Linked DNA regions of Sus scrofa: region 2 is linked to region 1. A link is a contact called in public HiChIP or PLAC-seq data. All regions are on one chromosome and are shown on one strand. Each heading gives the region's core, a stretch centred on a gene start, on an enhancer-like site or on the middle of the called end of the contact. The rest is flanking DNA. Distances are from core to core; before and after follow the strand shown.

Region 1 (5,140 bases), core at 763-3,262:
GAAGACAACCACTAGCTGACAGGCTCATCAGCTCATTAAGCAGTAATGGCTTTTATGGAGTGGCCCAGAAAAAAAAAAAAAAAATAGACCTCATTGTAGGCACTGACCTGCCATGAAGTGTGGGTGTAGGAGAGAAATGTGCCAAATGGAAACTGTCCCCAAGCTTGTGCTTTGAAAAGTATAGTTCCCACACCCCCATGACTATAGTCATGAAAAATCACCTGTCTAATCACTGTAATCAAATCTTATTTGGTACCTGACAAATGACATACTCTCCTCAGTGTGCGGTAAAATTCTCAGTCACTTTCTTTTCCCCCCAGGTAGGGTGATAAGTATGGATTGTTCAGCTGCTAGACTGTCACGTGTGTTGATGCCTCTTTATATCAGGATTAGAGAGGCTTGAGAGAGCAGCTTTAGAGGGGATCAACTGTTCAATGCTAAAAGACCCATAAAAAGGTTTTCATAGTGAAATATAGATTTACAGTAAATCACTGGAGAATTGTATCCATACCAAAATATTTATCAGATTAACAGTGGTTCAAACCTGTGAATGCCCCTCGTACCCATTTTACAGATGAGGAAATTTACATGTCAGGGGGCTGGCTGCCCAGATCAGTGCAAGGCCCAGAGAAATGGCATAGTAGCAGTTTAAATGTTCAATTTTACTCTTCAAAATCTGGGAATTTTCTGCTGCACACCAAATGCTACGGTGTCTTGCTGCCAAGTCTCCATCGATTTTGGCCATTTTAGCCTCCGTTGAACCCATTACATGAGAATGTTGTATCTAGTTGGCGAACGATGGGGGATGATCTGTTGTAAGAGCTTTGCTTCAGGAACATGTAAAAGAGCACAGTCAGGGCCTCAAACCATTCATTACCCGAGCTGGAGCCCATTTCAGGCAGTAGGGCTGAGAGAAGAGGGCAGTGATGGTGGATTCATTTTTATCCCCATGGAACGCCACTCCCCCTTCATAGAAATTGTGTTGTAACGATTGCTAGTTTGTTTAGGGCCATTTGAGAGCATTCAGACCTGCTAACATTGCTAGCATTTGAAGATGCCTTGAAGCGGTCTAAGAATCCACACCCGGAGCTGAGAATGATAAGATGCACCAAGGTGTGCAAAAATAGAAGACATAGGTCATCATGAGAACCCCCAGATCTGTTTTTATTTCAACATATATCTTTCAGACAATAAACAGGCTCTAGGGTAATTTCTCATAACCAGATCAATGCAAGGCCCAGAGAAATGGCGTAATAGCAGTTTTTAATGTCAAATTTCACTCTTTCAAAATCCAGGCATTGCATTAGGAAGAGTTGGGCTCATCCATTTGAAGTGATAAGTGCGAAAGAAGGTATCTGGTATCATAGGCAGGCAAGGGGAAACTACCATAGGACTTTAGTCTCCACGGCTCTGTAGAGACTCTAGAGTCTTTAATTTTAGGAGAGGGATCAGAGTGTATTTTAAATTCTTGGTGGCTCCTGTGGGTCTGCATTTGCCCCCAATGTTTGCTTTTGTGACTCTTTAATTCCTTTGTTCATCCGCAAATACTTATTGAGGACCTGCTACGTACCATGCATGTGCCAGGTGATACATAGACAAGGTTGGGTCTCCTTCTGAGGGAAAAAAAAATAGTCTTGTAGCTGATGTCATGGGCAGCTTAGACACCAGTGCAGGACATGTACGTTAATCAGAGGATCTCGCAAATCATTGTGACATTGAAAGTGTGCCAGGGGCTGCGGAGGAAAAGGGGCTGATGCTGGGAGGGCCAACGACAGGGGGATTAATATAGTCTGGGAGATCTGGGAAGAGGAAGAACAGATTTTCCCGGGAAAAGACGTGTCTTTGCGGATGGCTAGCATATGTGAAAGTCATGTGAAGGGCAGACTTGGTTGTCAAAGGAACGGAAGACCAGAATACCAGGCAAGGAACACTCCAGGCCTGGATTAGACTGGGGAGGAGGCCTCCTCGGGACCATGGGTTTGGGCCTCTTTCAGAAGAGCAGTGGGGAAATCACTGACGTGTTTTACCCAAGGGAGTGATGTGATCACATTTATGTTTTGCAAAGATCTTTCTGACTTCTGTGCATCACTTTTGCATCATTTAAAATTGGTCACAATATGACTGCACTATGACTACTTTTAGAATCTTAACAATTTCTAAAAGAATCAATTGAGCCACTAGTGTCTCCTTCACATTTTAAGCAGCAATTTAACCAAGTGATTTAGCATGAGTATTGCAGCCACTTAAGGATGATAAAGTACCTGGTTATGTGGTTCGCAGACTTTAAAGTGCCTCAGAATCACTGGGGACCCGGAAATGGCATTTTAACAAGTCCCTTAGGTGATTCCAGTGCACGTGGTCCTGACTCCACTTTGAGAAACTTCGTCCTAAGAAAGTGCTAAGGAGTGAAAATAGAATTATAAACTTCAAGGAAGAAGCTTATTAGGCAGCCAATAGATGATGGACCCTCGTTCTTGCCTGGGTTTCAACTTGAACCTGTTCTCCCAATACTGGCGGGATTTTCTTCCAGCACACCTGAAATGGATTCTAAATCCTTGGAGTTTCTTCTAATTTATTTCCTAATCCTTCCATATGCAGCTGTTTTCGCAGATCGGTGGCTTACTAGCTCTCGGTCTCTGATATTTTACTTTTCATTTCATCACCATTTATTGAGAATCTTCTTGTATATGTCCCACATGAGGCTGTGAGGCAGGGCAGTGGTGGGGAAGCTGGCCCGGGGAGGAGGGTCAGGAGCCCTTTCATGGGTTCTGCTTACTTGGCCGTCTGGAGCAGCAGACAGAGTACTTTGCACAGGGGAGAGACCAGTCTGGAGTTACCACAATATGGGATTGTTTCCAGGGACGCAAAGGGCCGGAGATACCAGGATACTTTGGAGGGTCTCCTTTAGCTGCTCTGTTCTCTGGTACCCTCTTAAAATTCTGCTCAGAAGCCATTCGTGGCGGGGGGGGAGAGTAGGCTCACCGCTGTTCCCCAGTGTGTGTTAGAGCCCAGAATTCCTTCTCAGTCGAAATCAGGTTGAAATGACTATTAAAGGCAAACTTAGAGCCGAAAAGAAATGGCAGAAAAGTCACTAGGCAATTTGGTGGCGAGAGAAGAGACTGCGGTGCCCCGAACCCGCATCTCCCCATGGCCAACATGACACAACTCAGAAGTCACCTCTTCTGGGAGCCCTCCTTGATTTCCTGGTATCCCCTCAAAGGACACAGTCAGTGCTTCTCTGGGCTGGCATTTACCATGCCTCTTTACACTCTGATTCCTGTCTTTGTTCCTGAGTAGACTGGCGGTCCTGGGGGCTAATAGTCCCTGGCCTGAGTCCATAACAGGTGCTCTGTCAGTGTTTGCAGGAGGATGCCCTGTGGTGCGTGTATAGGAGCACCGCATCCTTTCGGAAGAGCCCTTTCAAATGGCTTCTTGGTCCCCGACTCAGGGCCTCACGGACACGCGGTTCAGGGATGGCTGGCATGTTAATTCTCATCGCACTCAGTTTCGCTGAAGCCCAGTCCCGCCTGAGGTCACGGTGACGGAGGCGTGGGCCAGACCAGATGTCAGATGTGGGGAGGACAATGGCCCCTGGCTTTGCAGTGCCCTAATCCTGTGGTGGCAGTGGTTTCTGCTTTCCGGCCACTCCACTGTGCCCAGATCTACCCTGCGTGTAATGAACATTCCAGGGAACTCCACCATTGTGTCACTGCATTACTGCCTGCAAAAGTATTTATACCTCATGTGTCTGCTTGTAATTCTCTCCGAGTCACGGAAAAGCCTGTGGGGCAGAGATATTAGGAGAGCATAAGTTGGAAGAATGTAGAAAACATTTTTTGGCTTACACCCTGAAACTTCTACCCCCTCTGTGCCTCCATCCACAGTTCAGCCAGTGTTGAATCTGGAGAATATGTTTCTCTCTTCCTTCCTCCCAGTGCCTGTGGGCGACCAGGCATTCATGACACATGCTGGGGGCTGGGATCCTTACCGCATGTGTGGTTACCTACATTTCACTTATTACATTCGGAGAGCACCGTGGCCTTGATAATTTATGTTTCTAGGCTAAAATTGCACATTATTTTTCTAGCAGCTATCAAGGGTTTCAAGCTAGCAATTGAAACTTGATAGGTGTCGTGGCTCTTCATCACTGGAACGATTTATACTGATGTTCAAGTGCTGAGCGGAGCCTATTTCTTTTAAGCCAAATAGCACACACACAGTAAACCCCAATCTTAAATATTCTGAGCTCACTCGGGAAGTGGAGCATATTTGGGCCTTCGGAGTCTCACTCTCAGACCTTCCCCAGCCCTTTTCTCCTTCAATTAAATAGCCAAGCAACTCCTTGCTTCCCCGGGGTGGGGATTATGCCAGCTGCTGCGTCTGTCTATCCCATTATGCACTCTGGAAGCGGGATAATTGCCACAGGATGGGTTCAGGGACCCCCAGCAAGATGGCTCTCGGCTGAAGCTCCGTCAGTCTCCTGAATTCCATAAGCTCCTACTCTGACTGGTGGGTGGTTAAGGACATTTTGGGTCTCTTGGAATTAGTGTCAGTTCAGAGTCAGTGACCAGTAATCCCCAAAGGTTTGATTGTTTCTTTTCCCCCAGTGCACAGTTTCCCCAGTGAAAGGTAGTCGGTCCCTTTGGGGGAAGACTGGGAGAAAGATGGGCAGTATATATTTTTGGCAGTGTACCAGGGGCCTCCCTCATGGGGACCCAGCCTCCTCTTCACTTAAGGGATCTGAGTCTATAAACTGGTTCAAGGTGGGGAATGGATGGAGGGGCTGTGACTCTGTTCTTATGGGTTCAGGTTAGGCTTTCATTCACTTGACCTAGAACTTTTCTGCTTCTGTAGATTCAGTGAGAGTTTGGTAGACTTCCTATCTATTTCAGTTCTAGAAACACCGTGATTAACTAGCCAATGCCATAGGTCTGTGCAAATCTGACTATTCTGATTGCTGCTTTGACTCTGTTGTCTATATGGGAACCACACTGCAACACTAGATGGTGTTTAAACAGAGCCCTTGACTGGCTGGAGGCCTGATGCCTTCAATCTCTTAGACACTTTGCTGAGCTTTCTTGAAGTGACAGAGGCTCCATCTCCACAGCTACACAGATGGAGTTTGAAATTACTCATTCCC
Region 2 (5,140 bases), core at 1,911-4,410, 160 kb after region 1:
GCCTTTTTGCCCTCTCTCGTTGAGGGAACTGATATTAGAAACATCTAGGTCAGAGACCTGTCACACTGGTTTGGGGGGGCCTGTTACTCTGGCAAAAAGAAAAACAGTCTTATCTCGGTCACTCTGTGGATTCAGGTTATCAGAGATTCTTAACAGTAAGACCATTAATAATTTTTGGAACCACTTTTTTTTTTTTTTTTTTTTTTCAGTGCTGAGCTGAGAAAGTTCAAAAAGAATTGTCAAATGTCTTAAATTCTATTTCTTGCCATTGCCCTCTGAGCCGAACTGAGAGAGATGAAGCCAGTGGAGGCTTGTAGACAGAGGAGTGACGAGATCACCTTGGCTGCTTCCCAAGCACAGATGGCCAGTGTGGCAGGCGGACAGGTTAGGAGTTCAGGGCAGCAGCCTGGGCAGGACACAAGATGGTGTGGGCTGCCTAACCTCGTAGGGATGTGGAGGGTGTGAAGGAGAGTTGGAGGGCAAGCCCTGGCACTTCCTGACACTTTGGATGCATTGCTCCTTGACGGAGGCGGCGAGGATGCTCCCGCTGTTTGGGTGCAGTCCACAGTGGCACTGTTCACTGGAGGAGAAGGTTGAGGAAAGGGACAACACAGGGTTGGAAATGCCCATTGTGTGTCCATGAGCAGGCAGGTAGGGGTGTGTGTCCAGCAGCCTGGAGGTGTGCCAGCCATCACAGGTGCACGGCGAGGAAGGCCGTGGGCTGGACGAGGTCACCTGCCTTCGGGAAGGCAGAGCCCTGGGCACATGCTCAGGTTTGGAGGAGGAGCCAGGCGAGAAGCCAAGTGAAGAAAGTGCTTCAAGGAGAAAGGCGCACTTAGGTGTGCCGAAGGCTGCTGAGAAGGTGAGGGAGGATGATCAGATGAGGGAGGTGGGCGAGCCGCACAGAGATGTGGGGAGCGTCATGGATACTCTCAGGGTAGGTAGGAGTGAGGACGAAGGTGAGGAGAAGAGAGAATGTGCAGCGCAGTGAGGAGACCCCTCTTCATTCCAGAGCTTTTGCTGAGAATGGGAGCAGTGATACGAGGACCCGGCCGAAGGGGAACTGGCTCAGTGTACAGCAGTCTGTACATTCCCGTTTTTTAAGACGGGATCTGTTAGAGATGTTTGCAGCTGGAAATGATCCACGGCAGAGAGAGATGTACAGAAGAAGGGGGCACAATTTAGAAGGAGAGCCTTGAGAAGGTGAGAGGATAAGGGCTCAAGAGCTGGGGGCGGAGGGGGGGGCAGCACGGACCTTGAATAGGAAACCGGACGCTAGGTGCACAGATTCAGGACGAGGCCAATTGTGAGGATAGAGGCTCCGGGCGGAGCCCTTGGAAGTAGGAAGATGCAGGAACACTTGGCCGATTGCTTTGACTTCCTCAGTAAAAGCTAGGTCAGGATCATCAGTGTGAGAGAAGCAGGGGCTGGGGGAGTTTAAGCAGAGGAAGAAAGCTGTGGAGGAGTCATTTTAGAAGGACACAGCAAACATTCTAGGAAAGGGTAGTTGGATTGCTGGGCCATGTTGAGTACACATTTGAAAATATCTGTGAAACGTGTCAACCTAAGGACTTTTTAGACCCCTTCTTAATTGGTATCACGGATCAAGAGCCTTTTTGGAATTTGCTTGGGGATCATTGCAAATATTGTACCCACTGCAGAGCCCTCTGAGGCTGTGACCTCTGAGCCTGGGCCCAGAGCTTTCTCGGCCCAGGATGTTTGGCAGCCACATCAGGCTGTTTTAGTGGCTCAGAGGCAACCCTCGTTTTCTATCCTTAGGACAATGCCAGAAAGGAAAACTCACTATCTGATACAGCCACACCCGCAACTACTAGACTCTTGTCATTTGTGCTACCTGCTTGAGAAATCAGAACTAAGACTATTTTATTTTTTCAGATAGTGTCGATTTTCCCCAAAATAGAAAAATATTGCAGAATTATGGAAAGTTGGAAAACTTTGCTACCAGGAAAATTATGCAGAATATTATAATTCATAAATAACTATGGGTCATATCTTGCTTTGTTTCCTTGGATTGTGTTTATGCATATTATGTGTGCCTGCATAATCACTTACATCTTCATGCATTTAGTGGAATTTTTTTGAATTTTGTTTTTGTTTTGTTTTTTGTCTTTTGTCCTTTTAGGGCCGCACCCGTGAAATATGGAAGTTCCCAGGCTAGGGGTCTAATCAGAGCTGGTGCTGCCGGCCTACGCCAGAGCCACGGCAACACGGGATTCGAGCCTCGTCTGCAACCTATACCACAGCTCACGGCAACGCCGGATCCTTAACCCACTGAGCGAGGCCAGGGATTGAACCCGCAACCTCATGGTTCCTAGTCGGATTCCTTTCCACTGTGCCACAACGGGAACTCCTTGAATGTTTTTTGAATGCTTTTTTTGTATGATAGGCATGGTCCTAGGTATAGGGAATAAAGCGGTGAGCAAATCTGACATATTTCTTCTTCTCACATTCTTCTGGATACAAGCCCTTGCCCATGAACACATAGCCCTGCCCCTCAAACAATAAAATATATTTGCATCTAGCCTTTCTCCTAATATTCCATCATGAGGATGTGCCCGTGGTATCCTGTATTCTCTGAAAGTTTCATTTTCAATTCCATGTTACTATTTCATCCTATGACTGTATCATGGGTTATTTAACCCTTGTCCTATTGCTTAGAGCATTTTGGTTGCTTCTAGCGTTCGAATATAGATGCTGGTTTTTTTTTTTTTTTTTTTTTGGTCTTTTTAGGGCCGCACCCCCAGCATATGGAGGTCCCCAGGCTAGGGGGCGAATCAAAGCTGTAGCCACCGGCTTACTCCATAGCCATAGCAACTCAGGATCCAAGCCGTGTCTGTGACCTACACCACAGCTCACGGCAGTGCTGGATCCTTAACCCACCGATCGAGGCCAGGGATTGAACCTGCGTCCTCATGGATACCAGTCAGATTCGTTTCTGCTGAGCCATGACGGGAACTCCTATAAATGCTATTTTAAGAGCTCCCAAACTCCCACACATCTGTCTCGTTATTTAAATGCATCCTTTCAATCAGGCAAGCTTATCACCATCCAGGATTTCTCTAGCTTTGCTACTCATGAGCTCCTTAGACTGCCTTGCCCAGTCTGCTTGTCCATCCTCACTTCCTCCTACTTTCCCACTTCTCTTTTGCCCTCCAACCCTAGACACACTGGTCCCCCCTCAGCCCCTCCAGAGATGCCAGGGTTCTTCCTTCTGTTCTTCCTTGGAACTTACCATTCCTGCTCCCAGAATATCCCCCTCGCCCCTCCCCAATGTGGCTGACTCCTTTTTAATCAGATCTCTGCATCAATAAATGTCACTTCCTTAGGCCACTTGCTCTTGAAAACCAACTCATCTGAAAAAGTAACCAGTCACTGGGAGTTCCCCTCGTGGCTTAGCAGTTAACGAACCTGACTAAGATCCATGAAGATATGGGTTCAATGCCTGGCCTCATTCAGTGGGTTGAGGATCCAGCGTTGCCATGAGCTCAGATCTGGCGTTGCTGTGGCTGTGGTGTAGGCCGGCAGCTGTAGCTCCGATTTGACCCTTAGCCTGGAAATTTCCATATGCCGTGGGTACGGCCCTAAAATAAAAAAAAAAATTTAAAAAAAGGAACCAGTCCCTTTTTCTCATGTTCCTCCATTTTTAAATTTTGCTATGAACTCATCAGTATTTAATTTCTCATTATCAGTCTGTTTTCCTGTCTGTCCCCCACCTTGAGGCTGTAAGCCCCAGGAGGGTAAGAACCTTGAACTCTTGTCTCTTGCCAAATCCCAAATGTACAGAAGCATGCCTAGCGGGGAGTAAAAGTCCAGGAGTGTTTGCTGCATTAGTGAGTGAGGATTCTGTCTTTGATTTTGAAGGGGCTGTACCTTGGCAATAGATAACTGTAAACACTAGTCTGAAGGAAGGCCGAGTAGAATCATGTGCAGAGTCGTCTTTGGCAATAACGGAGGCCACAAAGTAAGATTTCCTTACAAAACCCAAGTATTTTAATAATAAAACTTTTATTCTCCCATTATTTTTTACAATAAAAGTTTCATATCCGCGTTATTTAGAAATTGGAAAACCTAAAAAGAACACTTATCTTTACCTGTTCCAGTTCCCACTGGGAAAATAATGCATTGAAATGGTCCCGGCAGTTTGATGTACTCCTTTGATTGGGGCTCACTTCGGGGACTAACATCTCTGGAGCAAGCTTTTTCCTGGCGAACTTCTTGATGAGGGTTCCTGCCCCCCTGAGAAACCATCTGTGACCTGAGAAAGCTACATGTGATGTCCTCACCGCCCCTGAGGGCACCGAAGAGGAAGGCGAGGCCCAGAGAGATTAAGAGAAGTTCCCTGAGGCACCAGAGCTAACGAGTGACGGGGCAGGAAGTAGCCCCTGCTTCTCACTCCTCCTTCGGGGAGCTTCCCATCACAGCCCACCAAGCTGGCCCAGTCCCCCATCCTCATCAATGGTCTGCCCCCGCCCCCCCAGTGGTTTACTTATGTCTCGGAACTGAGAGGAAAACTTGCCCAACTCTGAACATCCTGGGAACTCTAGATTTTTATAAAGAGTTGAGTCCTTGGATGATGGCAACCATGCAAGGAGGAAGGTCTCCCCTGAAAGGTAAGACCCTCCGTGAAAACAGGCCGTATCGTGTTCAGGCACTAGGTCAAGTGCAGGAGCAGGTGGACGGTTCCGTAGAAACTTCTCAGGCTAATGCATCCATGAACTGGATGTTCCAGTCTGACACAATTTGGAGAAGTCTTTCTTACTGTTGCTGCGAGTGACTCTTTGAGACCCCCAGCAAGTCAGAGTCTTGCTTCGTTATGCTGGTGGGTGATCGTCTTAGTAGAACATGTTTCATTTCCACAGCAGCAACTGATTAGCCGTCCTGGGATTTGGGACAGTTTCAGTCTGGATTCCCCTGCTTGGGACATTTGGCCTCTCCAGGTTTCTGTTATCGCTCTTCACTTCTCTTATTTTCAATTAATTTATTCATTAACTTCAAAGTAGGTAATATTTCAAACACACCCCATAGCAGAAAGAATAATAAATTTCATCTACCTAGATTCCACAATTACAGACTCGTTCTTTCTATTTTCTTAGCCAGGGTTTCTCCCTAGAAGTGTATA

The links. HiChIP or PLAC-seq counts read pairs in DNA pulled down with a chosen protein or histone mark.
Region 2: an H3K27ac HiChIP or PLAC-seq map of alveolar macrophages shows a contact between it and region 1. The contact joins two enhancer-like sites.

What each region holds. Positions count from the first base shown.
Region 1 is chr18:36,797,334-36,802,473 of Sscrofa11.1, forward strand. The region is part of intron 5 of ELMO1 (engulfment and cell motility protein 1); the gene reads left to right. Among named protein-coding and RNA genes, the nearest start is that of ELMO1, 45 kb to the left of the region's middle. Within about 2 kb of position 2,013, at least 6 of the 83 cell types and tissues checked have an H3K27ac peak or open chromatin away from gene starts, as enhancers often do. A contact at or near this core is called in alveolar macrophages, where this site is marked.
Region 2 is chr18:36,957,246-36,962,385 of Sscrofa11.1, forward strand. The region is part of intron 9 of ELMO1 (engulfment and cell motility protein 1); the gene reads left to right. Among named protein-coding and RNA genes, the nearest start is that of ELMO1, 200 kb to the left of the region's middle. Within about 2 kb of position 3,161, at least 1 of the 83 cell types and tissues checked has an H3K27ac peak or open chromatin away from gene starts, as enhancers often do. A contact at or near this core is called in alveolar macrophages, where this site is marked.